Linked DNA regions of Pan paniscus: region 1 is linked to region 2. Evidence: chromatin contacts called from public Hi-C data. All regions are on one chromosome and are shown on one strand. The core of a region is the stretch at or near the end of the contact, and the rest is flanking DNA. Distances in the headings are between cores, read along the strand shown.

Region 1 (2,909 bases), core at 47-2,546, 130 kb before region 2:
ATCAAATGGAACTGATAGTTATTGAAAGCAAAGACCAGAACAACTTACATCTTGTCAGTCACCTGCTTTTCTTTACTTGTCATACTTTTAGCATTTACAAAGTTTTAAAAATGTGTTTATCATTTGGTAATTATTTTTAAACTTTATTTAAAAATATAGACTGAGTTCTGAACAAATTATCCTTAAATTTCTTCCTCTAGTAGTTACACTTTTCAGTATCAGTGAAGTTTTATGACGCCTCTATTTTTCCTACCCACACAGCATCTCAAGTTTGTCTTTACAGAATAACTGGAAGTCCTAGCTTTATCCTCTCTCTGCGTTTCTCTCTCACAGCCCCCTCCTCTTGGACTCTGCTCTTCCTCTCAGCACCGTAACCTTTTTTATTTCCAGATAGGTTTTGAAAACACCATCTGTTCCCCTCTTAGGATCCCTGGGGCAGATGATAGGTGAACCCCACATCCCAGACACATGGCCACCAAAGATATTCTTGCTTTTTTAATGTTTATCAAGTTCCTCCGCAGACAACAGAAAGTAAGTTTTATTTAGGTATTTATGAAAGGTAACACGCATCTTTAAAAATATGATCATGATACATTTCGAATGAGAACTGTGTGTAAAACATACAGGTCCTATTGTTTCCCTCGTCGTTTTGTCTTTTCTTCAGCCAGAAAGTGATGCGCTGCCAGCGACAGGGAGACACACAACTGGTCCTTATTCTAAAGACCCGACCCAGCCTGGAATGGGGCCCGGCGAGGAGTTCTTGCGCCGGCCGCGGGGACCGGGCGGTAATGAGCCGCTCGTCTCGGAAGGTGGTGCTGTTGGGTGTGAGGGGAGATCCGGCTTGCGCTGAAACTCAGCGAGCGGCGTGCAAGGAGGAAGCCGCGATTTCCAAGGCGGATTCCCTTCGCTGGGACACAACTCTTGAGAATAAGACTTATAAGGACTCTGAGAGTTTGAGGCAGAGGCAGAACGGCTCTGGGCTGAGTGATGGGGAGGATACCAGCACTCAGCGCGGGTGGCGGGCGCGGGGCCGAGCGCGCGCATCCAGGGACGCCTTGGGGACGGGGCGCGGAGAAAAGTTGCCGGGCGGAGAGAAAGGGTGGCGCTGGAAACCAAATGGCTTTCATCCCCTGGAGACAAAGAGGTGCCTTCTTTTGACAACAGCTGCCAGTGACACACACACCATACGGCGGGGCCGGCGGGGGAGGGGAGCCCGGGAGGAGAGCGTCTAAGGCGGGGACCGGCACTGACTTTCAATAATGGGGTGGTTGCCATGGTGACGGGCCAGGCATCTAAAGGGGCGGCTGAAAGCACCCATTGTTCTGGGGCCCGGCTGCCCGGGTTGTGCCTGTTCCTAAGAGACACCTTTAGACACCTCCCTCCGTGCAGGGGCGAGCTGCGGCCCGCGGCTGGGAGCGTCTCCGCGGGAGTTTCACACCAGGGCCCCAGGCCGCAGATCGCAGTGCCACCGCGGCTGCACGCGCGCTGCATACGGAGGGCAGCGCCGCCTCCCACGCACTATCCACCCGAAATCCGAGCGCGACGCGCGCCCGCCTGGGCCCAGATGCGCAGGCCGGGACACGCAGCTCCGCCTGCTCCCCGCTGTCCCGGGGAGACTTCGAATAATAATGCGGAGCAGGACCCGGTGACTCCACAAATAACTCGCTGAGGTCTGGGGCGAGGGCACTCGGGAAAACCCCGCAGAGTCACTTTGCAGTCGTGCTGGAAGGAAAAGCAGAACGGAATCACAGGATAAAGAAGATTAAAAGTAACAGGGCAGTGTTGCAATGTTGCTTGTAAGAGCAAGCAGCTGGAAACAACCTAAAAGCCCGTCCCTGGGGGCTGGGTGAATGATATGGGGCGCATCCCTCTGAGGGAACACTAAGCTGCCATTAAAGAGTACAGGGCAGCTGTATTTGCTAAGACGTGGAAATTTTCCGGTGTATTCTAAGTAATAAAGTGCAGAAGAGTGTGAGTAGGGCTGTGTGTATGTGGTATGTGTGTTTGCATCTCTGGAAGTGGTTGCTTCTTAGGATGGTCACTGTGGGACTAGGAGTGGAGGAGAGAAAGAAAACTTGCTTTTCACCGTACTAGAATCTTCTGCACCTTTTGAATTTTGCCGTTTATACTATGTCTTTACCTGTAAAGAAAAAAGAACTTTGAAATAAAATTGCATTTGCTTGAACACTGTCTAATGAGATGTGCCACTCTCCATAAAGCATCTGAACTCATTTTTAGTGCTTTAATAAATATTAATTTTTAAAATATATATGCACAAATGCCATTAGCCCACAGATTTGTAAAGGTAGTGACAGTGGCAAGTTAGAGATGAAAAGATACACTTCTTTCCTGCCTTCCTGTGGTGCCGAGACGGACGGAGCCAGCTGTCATTCAAGGAGCCTGCTGTATAACCCATCTGTTATTATATCACATTAATCATAGGGATCTCACATTAAACAAACATGACATTAGGGAAATTTTCCTAGTTACAAAATGGTATATAATCAGTGAAATGGACTATTGAACACCAAATGTCATGGTTTTTTTTTTTTTTTTTTTTTTGAGACGAGTCAAGCTCTGTTACCCAGGCTGCAGTGCAGTGGTGCGATCTCGGCTCACTGCAAGCTCCGCCTCCCTGGTTCAAGTGATTTTGCTGCCTCAGCCTCCGGAGTAGCTGGGACTACAGGCACCCGCCACCACGCCCAGCTAATTTTTTTTTTTTTTTTTTTTTTGGTATTTTTAGTAGAGATGTGGTTTCACCATGTTGGTCAGGCTGATCTCGAACCCCTGACCTCAGGTGATCCACCTACCTCGACCCCGCAAAGTGCTGGGATTACAGGTGGGAGCCACCGCGCCTGGCCGTGGATGATCTTTCTACACAGATAAAAATAATCATTACTTAGCAATGA
Region 2 (3,058 bases), core at 304-2,803:
TTTTTTTTTTTTTTTTTTTGAGTTGGAGTCTTGCTCTGTCATCCAGGCTGGAGTGCAGTGGCATGATCTTGACTCACTGCAACCTCTGCCTCCTGGGTTCAAGTGATTCTTGTGCCTCAGCCTCCCAAGTAGCTGGGATTACAGGTGTGCATCACCATGCCCAGCTAATTTTTGTATTTTTAGTAGAAACGGGGTTTCACCACGTTGGCCAGTCTGGTCTCGAACTCCTGACCTCAGGTGATCCGCCCACCTCGGCCTCCTAAAGTGCTGGGATTACAGGCATGACACTGTGCCCAGCCAACTGATTTCTTAGGTTAAATAAATACTCCTGGTTTATATCTTCATTTATTATACTTGCTAGTACAGGTTGAGCATCCCAAATCCAAAAAGTTCCAAAGTCTGAAACTCTTTGAGCGTCAACATGACTCTCAAAGGAAATGCTCATTGGAGCATTTTTGATTTCGAGTTTTTGGATTTGGGATGCTCAACCAGTGAGTATAATGCAAATATTCCAAAATCTAAAAAACATCTGAAATCTGAAACACTTCTTGTCCCAAGCATTTCAGAGATAAGGGATACCCAACCTGAGGTGACGTAACGTAAGATGTTACGGAGTTGGAGTGTCCATTTATAGAAGCAAATAGGCCTGACTGTTTCTATGAGCTATACGTTTTGATCTCTAGTTTTATATTCCAGGTACAGTTTTGGTTTTGATATTACTATTGTGTACACACATGTGCACCTGCACACACACACATAACATACTCCCAGACACCTACTTACAAGAGTGCTAAGAACAGGAAACTGTCCTAGGTGCAGACAAGGCTAGACTCTTCTAGGGTCCCTAAACTGTTTCTTAAAATTCGTTTTTATTCCTCCTAGTCCTTGGCAAAGTGGTGGGTGTATATTAGGTATTAGTAAGGTAATTGTTATTTGATGGTATACTTTTGCTTCACAGAAACTTTGTTTATTTCTGTGGTAGCATATGCTTGTAGTTGTCAGGGACCAGATCAGGTCAGGCTTTTTTGCAGAATACAGGTTATTTCCCCATAGGGTTAGTATCCCCACCTTCTTCCCCCAAGAACTGAAATCATTTTCAGAAGGGAGTCATTGCTTCTGGATCAAGACTTTAATTATGGGCTTTTTTTCAAAGGCAGTTCCCTTTTCTGCAGTTGTTCTTTGGATGGATGGATGGATGGATGGATGGATGGGGAGAAAGAGAGAGAGTGAGTGTGTGTGTGTGTGTGTGTGTATTTGCTTGCAGCATTTGAATATGTGCAGCACATTGGCTTTCTAGACATCCTTTGTATAGTAACAGCATGTGTGGAAGGGCTGGCAGCCTGTAAAACAGTTTTTCTCCTCTTCCCCCTCCTTCCAACCTCACTCCCTCTCTGGATCTGGTGACATTACATAGATAAATGTGCTGGCTAGGAAAACAGCAGAAGGAGTTGAATGTCTGCCAAAAATTTGCAGCATGAAACCAAGCTGGCTGCTTCAGCCTCGCTTTCCTGATTTCTTTTCGTGTGTGTGCAGTCTGCATTTGTCAGGGTTTTCCTTATTGAGCATTACGTCACTATGTTCTCCACCCTTATCACACTGGCTTTTCTTTTGAAAGCTACTGTCCTCAGGCTTCAAACTCGTTAAATACTTAAGGCTTTATTTATACTGTTATGGAGGTAGTATTGAAGATGAAATATATTTAAGTCAGAGAAATTTTAATTTGATGCAATATTAACTTAGAGTATGCTTTTGTGTGTTTCTGGGCAACATTAGGGTAGTGTAGAAAAGAATATCTTCTGAAAGGACTTTGAAGACAGAAAAGTACTGATTTTTTTTAAACACGAATATTTATAATGGCTTTATAAGAATCAAAATCTGGAAACAATTCAAATGTTCCTCAAATGGGGAATGGACTGTGGCCTAGTCATACAATGGAATGCTACTAGCGATGAGAAGGAACAAACTATGACATAGCCATTAACATGAATGAATTTCAGATGTAATCTGCTAAGCAAAAGAAGCTAGACTTACAAGGCTACTGACTGTATGATTCCATTTATATGCAGAAATAGCGACTTTTTTTTTTTTTAGAGACGGAGTTTCACTCTTGTCGCCCAGGCTGCAGTGCAATGGCGTGATCTCGGCTCATTGCAACCTCTGCCTCCCAGGTTCAAGTGATTCTCCTGCCTTAGCCTCTTGAGTAGCTGTGACTACAGGCGCACGCCACCACACCCGGCTAATATTTTTGTATTTTTATTAGAGATAGGGTTTCACCATGTTGGCCAGGCTGCTCTCAAACTCCTGACCTCAGGTGATCTGCTCGCCTCAGCCTCCCAAAGTGCTGGGATTACAGGTGTGAGTCACCGCACCCGGCCGAAGTAGTGATTTTTAACTGTCGATCAGCATTGTGAATAGTCATTTCTAGAACAAATGATCTCATTTACTAGTCTATTGAATTAAAGAAGGTAATGTAGGAGCTTGAAAGTTGGGGTTCTTATTTTCAAGATTTTTTCTAAAGTTGAGTATCTAGACTGCAAAATGTGTCAGTGGTTTTAGAGGGAAGAATTAGCGTTTCATTCTTTGCAGAGTATGGTGAGAGTGCTTGAATCCATGTCTAAAAAAAGGGCTTTGCTTATTAAAGCTTTATGTAGTTACTTAAAAAATAAGTGTGCTCCTACTTCTTTTTTTCCTGAATCCTTCAGGCTTATACAGTTTAGGAACCATTAATTTGAATCAGTTTATTTGGGCAACTTACCTGTAATATTTTCATTATGTTTGTTACTTAGCATATGCTATCCTGTATTGTAATGTTAATGCACACATCTTAATTTTACAACTGGATCATAAGACCCAGCAGCAGGGAGCTAGTTTTATTATATATTTGTTTCTCTAGCACCTAACTAAATATCCTTATACACAATAAATACTAAAGATAATGGTCTGTGTAGGTAACATTGAGGATATGAATAGTATGAGGTGATTTCACTAGCTGACTACTAGTATGCTAGGGCTGTTATTACAGAATACCGTAGACTAAATGGCTTAAGCAACAGAAATT

What was found. A called contact is a pair of places that touch in the nucleus more often than the background predicts.
Region 1: a contact with region 2 is called in a Hi-C map of fibroblasts, with 4 times the contacts expected there. The contact joins two enhancer-like sites. A contact is called at or near these places in 2 of 3 Hi-C or Micro-C datasets (fibroblasts and induced pluripotent stem cells).

Annotation. Positions count from the first base shown.
Region 1 is chr7:60,591,133-60,594,041 of NHGRI_mPanPan1-v2.0_pri, reverse strand. It overlaps LOC129398613, which reads left to right. Exons shown (of 3, transcript XM_055116511.2): 3 at 665-2,909. The coding sequence ends at 1,232. Among named protein-coding and RNA genes, the nearest start is that of AP3M2, 13 kb to the left of the region's middle. Within about 2 kb of position 1,296, at least 2 of the 2 cell types and tissues checked have open chromatin away from gene starts, as enhancers often do.
Region 2 is chr7:60,456,471-60,459,528 of NHGRI_mPanPan1-v2.0_pri, reverse strand. All of the region lies in intron 3 of KAT6A (lysine acetyltransferase 6A), which reads left to right. Among named protein-coding and RNA genes, the nearest start is that of KAT6A, 48 kb to the left of the region's middle. Within about 2 kb of position 1,553, at least 1 of the 2 cell types and tissues checked has open chromatin away from gene starts, as enhancers often do.